Regions from separate parts of the Mus musculus genome. Here all the other regions are linked to region 3. A link is a contact called in public HiChIP or PLAC-seq and promoter capture Hi-C data. All regions are on one chromosome and are shown on one strand. The core of a region is the stretch at or near the end of the contact, and the rest is flanking DNA. Distances in the headings are between cores, read along the strand shown. Region 1 holds the start of Mab21l1 (mab-21-like 1). Region 2 holds the start of Nbea (neurobeachin). Region 3 holds the start of Tsc22d2 (TSC22 domain family, member 2).

What was found. Promoter capture Hi-C pulls out the DNA fragments that hold promoters and counts their contacts. HiChIP or PLAC-seq counts read pairs in DNA pulled down with a chosen protein or histone mark.
Region 1: a contact with region 3 is called in a promoter capture Hi-C map of second pharyngeal arch cranial neural crest. The contact joins the promoter of Mab21l1 here to the promoter of Tsc22d2 in region 3. A contact is called at or near these places in 2 of 39 promoter capture datasets (cranial neural crest and second pharyngeal arch cranial neural crest), 1 of 484 Hi-C or Micro-C datasets (cerebellum) and 1 of 115 datasets of contacts at active chromatin or transcription factors (astrocytes).
Region 2: a contact with region 3 is called in an H3K4me3 HiChIP or PLAC-seq map of stem cell-derived neural progenitor cells, with 9 times the contacts expected there. The contact joins the promoter of Nbea here to the promoter of Tsc22d2 in region 3.

What each region holds. Positions count from the first base shown.
Region 1 is chr3:55,779,956-55,784,605 of GRCm38.p6, reverse strand. It overlaps Mab21l1 (mab-21-like 1), which reads right to left and starts at 2,096. Exons shown (of 1, transcript NM_010750.3): 1 at 1-2,096. The coding sequence starts at 1,612. The coding sequence ends at 533. All of the region lies in intron 41 of Nbea (neurobeachin), which reads left to right.
Region 2 is chr3:56,180,775-56,185,386 of GRCm38.p6, reverse strand. It overlaps Nbea (neurobeachin), which reads left to right and starts at 1,686. Exons shown (of 58, transcript NM_030595.1): 1 at 1,686-2,415. The coding sequence starts at 2,152.
Region 3 is chr3:58,413,239-58,417,658 of GRCm38.p6, reverse strand. It overlaps Tsc22d2 (TSC22 domain family, member 2), which reads right to left and starts at 2,939. Exons shown (of 4, transcript NM_001081229.2): 1 at 46-2,939. The coding sequence starts at 1,970.

The sequences.
Region 1 (4,650 bases), core at 847-3,346, 2.6 Mb after region 3:
AGGTAAAGTACCAGGAGGAAATCTACCTTTAAATGCATCTCTGTTCTGTGGGAAATGTCTGAAAGTTTCCAAAATGGTAATTTCAGTTCTGATCACCAAATCACAAAACACCAATATCCACACTTTCAAAGACAACATGAGATCACAACTTTTGTTACAGATCAAAATATACATTACACTTTGCTTCCGATGGTACATCCGGGCCCTGTTTGCTGGAAGGCAGCCGCACCTAAGTCTCAAGATTACTATAATCCTTTGCTGGAGTTGGCCATGGTCTTGCATTGCAGCCAGCTGTTTTGGGGTGTTGTGCACTTTTCGGGGGAGCTGGGGGATGCCTCCATAAAGATGCTTGTGGTGTGGTTTTTCCCCTGTGTGAGATGATGGTTAAATGTTGTGTTGTTACTCCTTTTAAAGGAAGAGATTGTTTGCACTGTCTCGAGAAATAGTACATAGGAATCAACCAGGAAGTTTTCATTTCGTCGGGACTTTGAGAAGAATGCTCATTCTTGTCAGCCCTGGATTAGATCATCCTCTAAAGTTTTTCCAAACTTTTTGGGTTGGTCAGGATCTCTCTTGCCAGTCGCCACGTTTGTTTAGCAGCGTTTTCCAAGGCCGAGTGGGGTTTGCCTTGAAACAGATCTAAGTTCGGTAAGAAGTAATGGGGACACCGCCGGCACTGCAGGCATGAGATGAGCTGCAGAAGAATTCCGTTCAGCCGATCGCCCAGGCAAGATTCGTCCCAGTCCGACTCTCGAGGATGCTTCTCGCACTCGTAGGACACCAGAGTCTTCATGTGGTAGTTGTTCAGGGGCTGGCCTGGCAACTCCAGGTGGCGATCACGCAGGGTTTTCAGGATAGAGAGGCATTTCTTCCTGCAGCCCCCCATCTGCAGTCTGTTCTCGGCCTCTGCAAACTGCAGCACCCAAGCATCGCTCTCAGCCGAACTCTGCTTGCCGGCCAGGGAGTGGCACTCCTTGGACAACAAATTGAACCCTTCAGCCTTAACCTCTGCCACCCGGTTGGGTCCTGGCCAGGGGATGTGGGGAAGCGGCCAGTGGGCAGCACTCCGCGGCCAAATCCCGGTGCATTTAAAGGCCGGGGTGATCTGCACCACATACCTATCTCGGATTCTCAGTTTCACTTCGCTCGTGTCAGCCACCATCTTTACTACATCTCTGTAGCTACACTTGTCCACCGCCTGAGCCACCAGTGTCTGAAACCTGGAACGGATTTTGCGTGCCGAGAGGTAGCCAGAGGCGGTGATGAATTCCACCCAGAGGGACATGCTCCTCTTGCGCCCATCGCTCAGTTTCAGCACCGCACAGCCAGGCAGGGAGCCGTCGTCCACGAAGTTAAACACCCCCATCTGGTTCAGATAGAGTACCACCTCGAACTCGGTGGGAGAGATAACCTCCAGGCCCTCGTAGCGGTTGTCCATCTCATTGAGGGAGCTGATGAAACGCGGTTCCTGCACTTCAACCTCCTTCAGGACGTCGGAGACCACTTTGCAGACTTCCCGGATGGTTTTGGCGATGGCAGCTTTCCTGGCCTGGCATTTCTCGTTGTAGTACTTATTCAGGTGGTAGACCAGCTTGGCCTGGGCCGCGATCATGTTGGGGCAGAGATCCGGATTGTACACCGGAGTCTCGCAATAGGCTGTGGGATCCAATGCGGCTGCTAGCGCTGGAGCCAACTTCGGTGGAGAAAGGGGACCACGCTCAAAAGGCACCGAGCCTCTCTCGGACTAGCTGCAGCAGGGGGCCGCCCTGCCCTGCTGGCCTTTTTTCCCCCGCTCGAGACTAGCGGGTCTTAAAGTGAAAGGCTGAGCTCTCCCCTTTTCTCCCCTCCGCTAAAGAATCCGTGTCAGAGAGAGACGCGTGGAGAGAGCACCTTCTCGGTAATAAAAACAAAAGTTATGCTGAGACCCAGCAAAGCTCTTCCAGTAGTCAAAATAATCACCCCTTTCCGTATTTATTTACGTTTTCCCGTAATCATGGTGTGTGCAGGACTGTTAATCAGGTAGAGGAAAAGTGTGCAGAGTGTGCGTCGGGGGTGAGTGTGTGTCTGTCAGAAGAAGCTGCTGTTGGTTTGTGTAAGAGCCCAGATGCACTCGTGTGGAAATTATAAAGGCAGGGCCAGGCAGGCGGGCGGCCAATCGCCACTGGGCTCGTCACGACAGCCTCCTCCAGCTTCAGCCCGGCTAATTAATCCCCCCTCGTGGATAGAAGCATAGAAACCAAAGGTAGGAAACTGCTGCCGGCAGAAACCCACCCAGGCCACCTAGACAGGTTGAAAAGCAAGATGAAATCTCCCAGCTTTGGTATAACTTGAAGCATATTGACATTTGGAAAAGACTTGGTGAAGACAAGTGGTTCTCTTTGCTGAAAAGCCCACTTGTCTGTTCACCTCTGATGAGCTATCCAGTTGTACTAATGGTCATCCACCAATTAGCGAAGTCAAAGGGGCTTCTAGAACAAAGTCACTAACTTGCATTTAGAGTAAGGTAATTAATGCCCGTTAATCCCTGGGGTCTTTTTAGTGCAAGTTAGAACTTTGCTTACTGACTGACTGCTGGCTTCAGCTGGGGGAGTTCTTTAGTCTTCACTCGTGTTCGTGTTCGCAGTCAGAATGTTTCCAAACCTTAGGCAGAGTCTCTTCTCTTTTTAACCTAGGTTTTCCCCATTTGCATTTGCTGAGAGGAATTTAAGAAGTATTGCTCAACGGAGTCGATGATATCTACCCAACTAAAAATGGAGCCTTTTAATTAAAACAAGTTCACCTGTTTGCAGTTTCCCTTGTCTGTAGCTAGATTGGCCAGTGCTGAAATACCAGACAGCAGATAGGGCTGTATGCTGTAGTGGAAACACTTCCTGAAGGTGTTTTCTGAGATTTAGAGAAAGCTTGAGTGCCATCTCATAGTGAGCTGTCTTGTAGAGAAGGATCTAGAGAATTCACAGAGATGAGCTTGCTTGGCACTGGAAGGTGTGGCCATTACAGTTTGTTTGCCCCTGCAGGCTTAAAGATGGATCTTCCACCTCAGAAACCCTCAGTGGTGACCAACAGTAGGTTCCTAATCTTATGGGATGTAATAATTTGATTATGAGAAAATGGCTAATGGCTTCCAAAAAAAATAATTTGTAACCATTCAGGTTAGGGATTTTTATTATTTATTTAAGTTTCATCTTGGAAATTTCAAAGAAATGAGCTTTTCTTTTTGGAACCTGAGGAGCTTTTGGATTTTGGAACCCTAGGGAGGGTTTTATAGGTCGCTCTTCCTTCCAGTACCATGACCAGTTGAGTCCTCAGTGCACATGAACTAAAGATAGGGTAGTTAGGGCTTATGTCGTAGTTTTCAGTTCTCTGCCTTTAGTACAAAGTTCTGTTAATTTCAAATTAAGAGAATTTTCAGTGCCCGGGTATGGTAGCACCTGTGTACGCACTGTTAATGGGCTACTGCTGAAGACTCCCACCTTTTAAGCATCACAGGGCCAGCTCTAATTTCGTTTCTTGTTACCCAAGAGTGATAGATTCCGAATTAGATTAAAATAGTACATCACATTTGGCGCTTAGATGGCCTCCTACTCCATTCCCCAAGACCATTCCCTTGGGAGAGGGAACTGGGGACCTGCAAAGCCCCTCCCCAGTTTGCAGGCATCGCGGGTGAATGCGCAGCTACCTTTTGGCAGCTGAAGAGGGGCTGGAAGAGGCAACCCAGAGCGCCAGATCAACAAGAAAGAGCTGTGCGGCAGGCAGGGAGCAGCCGCTGGGGACGCGTAGTTCCCCAGGATGGGGTGCGACGGGCAAGCGCTCTCCCCACAACCCTTGCGTATACCCTACCCCACCCAGCTGTCTTCCTTGGCTCATCTGCTCTCAGGCTAATTGTAAAGCTTTCTGGGTGTCTGGATGACCCCCACTCACATCCATCGCTGCAAAACACTCTCGGTGCCCTTCGCTCTCATCGCCTGCCCGCCCTCGAATGGCCCCAGCCAAGCGTGTGCTGTACTCAGAACACCCAGGAATACTTGGCCCTCACCTTCCCGGGTGAGCGCGCGCCCCGTGCCTCACCCCGGACTATGGGACTCGATGTAGCTTCGACGCCGAGGCCTTGGTTCCCTCAGTCCAACAGAAGGACTCAGGATCCCACGGCCGCCGACTGCAGCCAGGCGCAGGTGGCGCATCTTTCTGGGCTCGCTGTGCGGCTTAATTGGGTTAAGGCGAAGCTAAACACCGAAGCATTCTGCGCAAACTAATTGATGCAACTGAGGCCTTTTCCGAACGATTTTCGCTTGGAGCAAGAGGACTAAGAAACTAGAGTGTTGCGGGCCAGGCTGGCCAGCGTCCTGAAGCACCCTCCACGCCCGGAGCCGACAGTGATTTACATAAAACCGGACACTGGGCGGCTGCTGTCCCTGTGGGTTGACTGGGAGGCTTAGAATAAAGCTAGATTGTCTCTCTAGCTGCTGCTACCCAGATCGTCCGCTACCCGCTACCCGTAGTCCGAGAAATGAATTGTGCCTGTAGCTGAATCCTTTCCATAATCTCAGCACCTCTCCTTGTTGAAGAAAAACTAAACCGCACTGATGACTGCTTCCTTCCGTGCTTACTTTAATTGAATTGTCCATGGAGAGGAATTAAAATTAATGATGTATT
Region 2 (4,612 bases), core at 437-2,936, 2.2 Mb after region 3:
TGTCAGTCTCTCTCAAAGCTCTCATTCAAGATGTCTAGAATAAAGCAAGAAGTACAACTTACTGTATATCTATTTATATGTACTTCATATATGTACACATCAGATATGTATGTGTGTGTGTATATATAGATTAAGATAACCTTTCAGCTTGGATTTTATAACTTAAGAGAGATATGGCATTTTAAATTTGCAACTGAAGTAGTTCTTATAGAACTAGATGATGCTTGCCTGAGCCAGGCACAGAAATTGTTGGTAGTTCTAAAAGTCACAGTTCTTTTTATTGTTTTTGTTTTCTAATACAGGGTTTCTCTGTGTAGCCCTGGTTGTCCTGGAACTAAAATCTGTAGACAGGGCTGTCCTGGAATTTAAAGATCTGCTTGCCTCTACCTCCCTAGTGCTGGGGTTAAAGGCTTGCTCCACAACCATCTAGTATCACTGGAATTCTTAATTGCCAAACTCTGAAGTCTTAAGGCTCTGCAAATTCCTCAAGCAGTTTTAATGATGTAAGCATGTTATAATTCCATTACTATTTTGTTTAAATAGACATACCAATTTACCACTTTTTTCAGGTACTTTTGTGCAACTACTTTAAAAAATTAATCAATTCAGTGGGAGTTTGTACCACTAATAAACATATAACCAAGAACTAATTGAAAATACAGGTATTAAGAAAGTTTGCCCTATGGTACTTTTGAAATGTTTATAAGATCCTGTATCATGGGAGTTACCAGTCAAAGAAGATGAATAGTAATAAATTATGCATTATGATTCATTTGTATACTGACCATTTCTTTGTTTGGGATGACAATTTAAATGATTTGAATACACCTTAGGATTTCTAATGTTTCTGGTGACTGGCAATATGTCTTTATCGAAAAGGGCTGACCACTTGAAATATTAAAGAAACTATATCCTTGATGTCAAGGAAGAAACCACCAGTCATACTTACGTGGTTTTAACTCAGTGCCATCAGAGATATTGCCATGTGCGTGTTATAATGTTTTCAATTGAAATTTTCTCACGGACTAAGGCTGGTCGTGAGGACCTCCAATGTATTTTGATAATTCATACAATTCTTGTGAACCTCATACGCCTATGGAAAAGGGAGATCACCCACCCACTGGCATCATACCTGAGGATCTTTGGGGATTTCTAGCAGGGGATTTGCTGCACCTACCCAACCACCTCATGAGGGTAGTCAGGGAGGCGAGTTCAAGAACTAGCTTGGCAGAGAGGCTCCCGGTTTGACAGCATCTATTTTAAGCCGCGCCCGTGTGAGCAGGTGTCAGCCTCTCCACGGGCTGTGGCAAGAGCCCGGCGACATTGGGCCTGTCTCCAGACCCCCGCAGCGAGGTGGGGCCGCGGACCCAAGGTGGACCAGGAGGAGGCAAAGGCGGCCGGGAGCAGGTGGCCCTCCACTCACCGCACGTGGCCCGCACGGCGAGGCCGAGGGGGAAGGAGAGCGGACGGGCGAGCCCTGTCCTTCCCCTCGCGACTCCTCCCCGCGCACCTGCTCACCTGTCGGCCCGGTCCCAGCGCGTGGGGGAGGGACGAGGGGTGAGGGATGCGGAGGAGGAGCGCCGGGAGAAAGAGGGGGTGCAGCGAGGACTCCGCCCCCCCCAAGCTGCGCGCAGGCGCAGTGGCCGCTACCGCAGGCAGGGGGCGGCAACATGGCGGAGTGAGCGGCGGCGTCGGGGCTTCACAACAACAGCGGCGCCGGTGGCAGCGGCCCGAGCTTTGGCCCCCGGCGGAGGGCGGAGGGCCGTGCGAGACGAGGCGGCATCCTCGCGGGGGGCCGGGCCGGCGGTAGCGAGCCGGGGAGATCGGTGCAGAGAGCGCCGAGGCGATCTGCGAGGAGCTCCGTGAGGCGAGCGCTGAGGCGGACCGTGAGCTCGCTGGGGAGACAGCTGCGGCAAGCCCGGGAGGAGACCTCGGAAGCGACCCTTGAGGCTGTCCCCGGAGGCGGTCGGCGAGGCGCCGCGCACGGCTGCCGGGCCCGGCTGAGGCGCGGACGGGAGCGGGCCCGGCGCCGCGGCGCTGGTGGATGCTGGGGCTGCGAGGCGCCGGCCGGGGGGCGGGGGCCGCGGCGGGGATAACGGAACCGGCGGAGGCGGCGCGGCGGCGCTGCACAGCTCCTCAGCAGCGGGGCGGATGGCGAGCGACAAGCCGGGCCCGGGGCTCGAGCCGCAGCCCGTCGCGCTCCTGGCCGTCGGGGCCGGCGGCGGTGCAGGCGGCGGAGGCGCCATGGGGGAGCCTCGGGGGGCGGCCGGCTCCGGCCCGGTGGTGCTGCCGGCGGGCATGATCAACCCTTCGGTGCCGATCCGCAACATCCGTATGAAATTCGCCGTTCTGATCGGACTCATACAGGTCGGCGAGGTCAGCAACAGGGACATCGTGGAGACCGTGCTCAACCTGGTAAGCGCCCCCCCTCCCAACCCCGGGCGTCCGCGCCCTGCCTCCCCGCGTCCCTCAGCCTCCTGTCCGTCCGCCCGCCCGCCCGCCCGCGCGCAGCCACGGCCGCGCCACCTCCCTCCTGTCACCCGCGCGGTGCCCAACTCAACCCGGCACTTCCGACGAGTGGTCGGTCCTTAGGGCCTGGGCCGTGAGTGGAGGTGTGAAGCGGCCCTCAGGTCCTTTGGGAGTTTCTTCTCCCCATCTCTTAATTGTCCGTGTTGTGGCTCTGAGAGGGTGACAGCCCGGCCCCTAGAGCCCGAGTCCCCCCAAGCGCCCCAGCCCCCACCCCCTCCCGTGCTCCTGAAATGGGAGAAGCGCACTGGTTCCAACTTGAGCAGCTGGGGTGCTGGGTTTTCCAGGGAGGACGACGAATGATGCAGATTTTGCATCTGTCTTTAAATACATTCCGTGGCAGTGATGGAGCGTGTTGTGCCTGTACTCACCCCTACCTCCATCTCTAGGCAATCTTCACCTCTTTGTAGTATCTCTCCAGATATGCTGATCTCTTACCTTTACGGGTGTGGGGCGCAGAAGGTGTTAAAATGTAAGGGGGGCACCGGATCTTACAGGTTGGTTTCTATGGTTGCGGTGGCTTGAGGATAAAGACCAGAAGAAAGATTTGAAAGGCAGCCTAGGTTTTGGCTCCTTTCATGGTAAGAGAGTTACTGCAGAAGTGTGTATGACTTAATGTTCTGCGCTAGCTACAGAGAACCTAAACAATGTTGAAGATGACTTGGTCCAGCAGAAGGAGAGGAAGAGCCAAAATAGAGCATAATTGAGGCTAGGTCATGGCTTTTGCGCTTTGCAAATGCATTTCTTTTGTTTTTGGTTTTGCCTTTCTTCAGCAAAGCTTCTTAAAAACCCGGCTTCCTCTGCATTGTCTAGCCTTTGACATTCAGTAAGGCTGGGTTTGGGAAGGCAAGGTGTGAGTCAGTAACAGTCAGTTGACCATTGTATTTGGTGTGAAGTCGCAGGAATATAAAGAAAAATGCTTGCTGGGGATTTTTATAACACTCATGAGGTCTGACTTTTCAGAGAAGCAATTATTTCTGTTTGGTGCCTTTGGAAAATTGAAAGAAAACTGCTGCTGTGGCAGTGGTACCCTGAGACGTGGATTAGATAACTCTGTTGTTTTTGCACCTTTGAAATTCGTGGAAAAGTTGGAGTACTTTTTGTCTTCTTTTTGCTAGTGTGTCAACTCAAAGCTAGGTCACCTGCCATTGCTTCTCTGTATGTATTGCAGCTTGAATGCAAAACTCCGTCAAATAAGTCACCACAAAAATCAGTGTAAGTTTGTGAGATTGTCATCCTATAGGTGTAACCAGTTCTTTTCAAAACACTAATGGGATTTTCTGGGGGCGGGGGTGGTGGTGGCAGCGGTGAGAGGTAGTTTTACCTTGCTTCTTAAAGATAATTATTTTTATTGCTTCTTCTTCTTCTTCTTTTTTTTTTTTTATAGAAGAAAAGCTGGGCCATCTCAAGGAACAATATTAACATATTAGCTGCTACTCAATTTATGTATATTTAAAGAACACACACATTTTGAGTGTTTCCGTTTTTCTGAGGCCAATAGGATTTGTTACTTTAGATGCTGTGGTAACGGCATTTCTGTGCTTACTTGTATGCACAATGTAGCCTGATATGAGGCAGTAGGTCTCTCACGAGCTAGAAACTGATTTGAATGTGGAACCAGTGTGGACTCTGAAGCAACAGCCATGCCTGCTGGATCAGTTCTTAACAGATGGGGGTTCTTTAGATACACAGTAGACTAAAAAAAGGAAGTGAAGTATTTCTCTTGTGCTAAAAAGAAATTTAACTCTTCAGTGCAATGAAATCTGCCATGACAGATGCAAACATTTTTCTTTTTCTATTTAGATATTTACTCTTAGCTTATAGACTTTAGAAATAGTGTGATACCAAGTCACGTACACCTTAATTCCCAAGATTGATTTTTGGCATAGAAATAGTAGGTGTAAATTCTCTTTGTATGGATTTAAGGGAAACCATTTATTTTTAGATGGGAACTTGGTATATAGAGTAGATGACAAAATGTGTTGTTGGCTGTATTGTAGTTCCTGAATTAGCTCTATGAAGTGTAGGTTTTGAATTGTAGGTTTGAACTTTATTGTTCAAAGGTACTCATAATTGAAATTATGGA
Region 3 (4,420 bases), core at 1,690-4,189:
CAAGCAACTCTATCAGATATTCAAAATTTAAAAAAATGTACATACCTGTCTTCATCACCATCAACAGGAATAGCTATGCTGAATACAGAGGTGGCCAGACTGTTCATAGGTGTTAACTGAAGAGGGTTTGTCAGGGCATCTGCAACTGGAGGCTTCACAACAGGCTTACTTTCAGCAATGAGAGAAAGTGGTGCTTGAGGTAGGGGTTCTGATTTTCTTCTAGTATCGTCAACTTGCCCGACTAAAGGCTGGGTCTGAGTCTGAAACTGGCTTAGGTCAGACTGTGGTAGACTTGTTGGTGCACTGTGTGTGCCTTGAGCTAAGGGTGAACCAACTTGCTGGATGACGCTGCTGCTCCGGCTGACTGGCGTATGGCTGCTCAGCTGCTGAGACTGGCCCAGAGGCGCGGGTACATTTGGCATAGTAACAGAAGTGGTGGGCACACTAGGCACGCTTGGAACGGGTACCGCTGCAGGCACGTTTGGAACTCCGGGCACCACGGTGTGAGGACCACCAGGCACGGCTGGCAGCTGACCACTGCCACCCATCTGCTGCGGAGGCTGCACGGGCTGGGGCTGCCCAACCCCAGTAAGCCCGGAGCCTGGCTGCACCACGCCTCCTAGAGCAGCTGGGGCCACTCCGGCCGGCTGACAAGGAGCGGCCTGGCCTACAGGAACCGGACCCGGGGCCACAGCTTCACTGGGCTGGGCGGAGGCGCCCATCATCTGGGCACCCAAGGAGGAGACGCTCTGGCCAGACCCCAGAGGAAAGCTGGCCGCGGAAGCAGAGGTGGCGCTAGCGCTGGTAGACAAGGGCTGCGCAGGGCTTGGCGGCTGCAGGGCCACGTGCGGCGGCAGGTACTCACTCTGGCCGGATGGCTGCATCGGCAACAAATGCCCGGGTGGTATCTGAGGCTGGGGATAGGCGAACTGCTGTGACAACGAGGAGCCGCCGGCCGGGCCGGGCTGAGCTGCCAGGGCCACAGGCTGCGCCAGGTTGACATTCGGCGGCGGCGGCAGCCCCTGACCGACAGGCCCGGGGAGGGCGCCTCCGGCCACGGCTCCCTGGAGCTGGGTTGGCTGAACGGCTGCTGTCATTGGCTGCGGCCCGGTCGCCGCTCCCGGGAACGGCGGCAGCGACGCCGAACTTGGAGCCACAGCCCCACCTACGGGCGGTGGAGGCTGCGGCTGCCCGACGCTGAAACTCTGCGGCTGGGCGAGAGTGGGCTGGCTCATTTTCTCCGACGGGGGTAGCTGTGACACAGCAGTCAAGGAGCTGTCAGTTCCCGAGTCCAGCCCGTGCGCCCCCTGCATGGAGGCCACCACCACCACCACCGACCCTCCGGTGGCTCCCAGGCCGCTGTCCCGCTCCGCAGTCTGCTCCAAAGTATTGCTGTGTCTAATGCAATCCCCGGACCTGGTGAGGACGCTGCTATCCGAATCCCGCTCGTAGTATTCCATACACGTCCATCGGCCGCGCCGGTACGGCTCCCCGCTCCCGTGGTCTAGTTTGATCACGCGGAAACGCGAACTACAAGTGGCAGGGGGCTGAGATGGAGTTGCACTACTCGGCCCAGGAGTGGACACCGAAGCGGCGGCCGCCGCCAGGGTCTGGGCGAGTGCCCCCGCCACGCTCCGGGCCGACACGCCACCGCCGCCTCCGTTGGCGGGCGCAGCTGAAGCGGCTGCCAGCTGCCCATCCAGGATGAGGTTCGGGGACACGGTCCCGGGAGTTTCCGCATCCCCGACATTGTTGAGCGTCTCTTCCGAGGAGCTACGCTCGCACACCTCCTCCGGGCCGTAATCCGTGGCCCGGGAAACGTCGAAGATCTCGGAGGACACGTCCTCCGTGCGCGACTCGTCCGGGTCGTCCAGGCTCTCGGTGTCCTCGGTGATGCTGGTGGCCACCTGAGCCGTGGTGACACTGGTGATCTGGAAGCAGCTCTTCTTCTTGGCCGGCATCTTGGACATGGTGGAAGAGGCTGGAGGGCAGAGGCTCCTCTGGGACCCCACCGGAAACCGAGAAGGGCCGAGCACGGGCCCCCAAAGACAAAGTCCGAGTTCGCGCCTGGGTCTACGGCCCACGCCGCCAAGTCACGGGCTGCTCTGGGCGCCGGCGTCTCGGCGCGACATCCTCCTCCTCCCTCCTCACCTCCCGCGGCAGGGGTGCCTCAATTCAACTCCTCAGCGACGGCCCGAGCGTGGTCCAGGGGCGGGCCGGCTGCTCCAACAGCTCAGCCTCCGCGGTCAGTCCAGCCCGGCGCTCGGCGCGGTCAGCAGGCCCGGCTGGGGGTGGAGCGCAGGGCGCAGGAGGCGGCGGCGGCGGCGTGAGGGGCGGTTCTGCCCCGCTCGGGCTCTCCTGGCCGGGTCCCGCGGCTGCTCCCGCGCGGCGACGCGGAGGAAGAAGGCGGAGCGGCGAGGCCGGGACCGGCGCTTCCTGACGGACGGGGCTGGAGGTCCGCGGCGGGAGGCAGCCCTCCGTCCCGGGCTCTAGCCCGAGCGCAGTCCGGGGGCCATGCCGGCGGTGGCGGCGGAAGCCCGCTCGGGGGCGGGGAAGGCCGGCAGTCTGGCCTCCCTCAGGGAGCCACCCGCGGCGGCGGCGGGCCCGGCCTCCTCGCGGCTCTGAGGCGCGTGAGGGGCGGCGGCGGCGGCTGAAGGAACGGCAAGCGAGCGGAGGTGCTCGGCGGCGTGAGGGGAACCGGTGGCGGCGCCTTCCGCTTCTCCGCGGCGCGGCCGGCTCGGAGACTCCGGAGGGAAAAAACAAAACAAAACAAAACAGAAATTCAAACTGCTGAAGCAGCGGCTGCAGCTCCCTCCACTCGGCCAAGATGGGGCTGAAATGGCCGCGCCAGGGATGCTGGGAGGAGCAGCAGCCCCGCAGCCGCTGCCGCCGCAGACTAAAATGCCGCCGCTGCCGCAGCCACCGCCAGCGCCGCAGCCGCCGCCGTTCCGTGACGCGCCGGCGTCGTGACGTCACCGCCCCGCCCCCTCCGGTTTCCTGCGGCTTCGCGTGGAGGCTTGAGGGGGGTTCGTGGGCGGGGCCAAGGGGGTAGAGAAAAGGGAGCGGGTTCTTTTATTTAAAAAATTTTTAAATTTAAATTTCCACACTGCAGGTTCACTAGGAGAGGAAAAGCCAGAAGACGGTTTTAATTTGTAAGCCTGGGGCATCGCATGGTTTAGGGCCGGCGTGTGGCGATCCTGGATGACTGGAGGTCATGTGCTCGGTCTAATGTTTAGCATAGTCTTAGAGGAACCTGGGCGATAGGGGAAAAAAGTAGGGCGATCCAGCTGCCGAAGAGGTGCATAGCTGGAGAAAGCGAACCGGGTTAAAAGTCCTGAAAATATATGTTAACTAGGATAGTGGGAGAAGTGAGATTTAAGAGAAACGAGGGTGACTAACACAGAACATCAAGCCAGACTGAGTTAGAAAGATGATCTTTCAGACAGAAATTCTGTCTATAAAAAGCGGCGGCGACAGGGATGGTTACTTGCCCAAAGTAAAGTCGGTTTCGAAAAAGATTAGGAGTTAATAACATATTCCAAATTTTCACTTGTTGTGGTTCAAGGCTGGAAGAGTTCATTTAAACTTTCGAGACGTTGAACATGAAATCTGCTTATAGGTTCCAACGTTGAAAAGCCTACAGTGTTAAATAAGTGTAGCTCTTTTGATTGTTCTAAGGCTCCTGTTAGAGCCATGTTGTTCTTTGGTTTGCTTTGGATCATGCACAGTAAGAGAATACCTTTTTCTTCCACTACTAAGTCAGACAGCAGCTCTGAAAGTGCCACTGAATTTTTCCATCTTGTAGCTACTTCCCAATCAAAATCGAGTCTTGTTGTTATGAGACCTCTTGTAGCCCAGGCTACTTACTTAAACCAAAGTGGCCTTGAACTTGTAGTGAGCTTCCTGCCTCTGCCTCCCAAGTGCTGGCAAGTGTCTCCACATTGGGAGAGTGAGGATGTTATTTTAAACACCGACCACTCTTGAACTCTTGACACATGAAAACAACTCTAAGTTAGCTAAAATCTGAGAAGTTTTGCTGGAAATTAAGATGTCAGATTTGTTGCAGCTTTTAGAGATCATATCAGGCTGACTCGTTTAAAGTAGTTTACTCAGTTCTCTAATCTTTAAAGAACTCTTTGATCCAAAAACGGATTGAAAATTAAAATTTACACAACACTTTCTAGGTATTTAGCTGTAATGTATGGAGATAGATATTTTAAACTCAATAGAAACTGTCCTTCAAACCCAAGTGACAGAGGTCAGTATATAAACCAATACCTCACAGTAACATCCCTGCTTCTTGAGGGGGGCAGAAGAAAAAAGAAAATAAGTGTTACATGCTGGTGTTATTGTGGCCGAGATAGCTGAGGGAATGCTTCATTTCTAAATCTATAATTTCAGTAATTTCTCAAGACAGTAC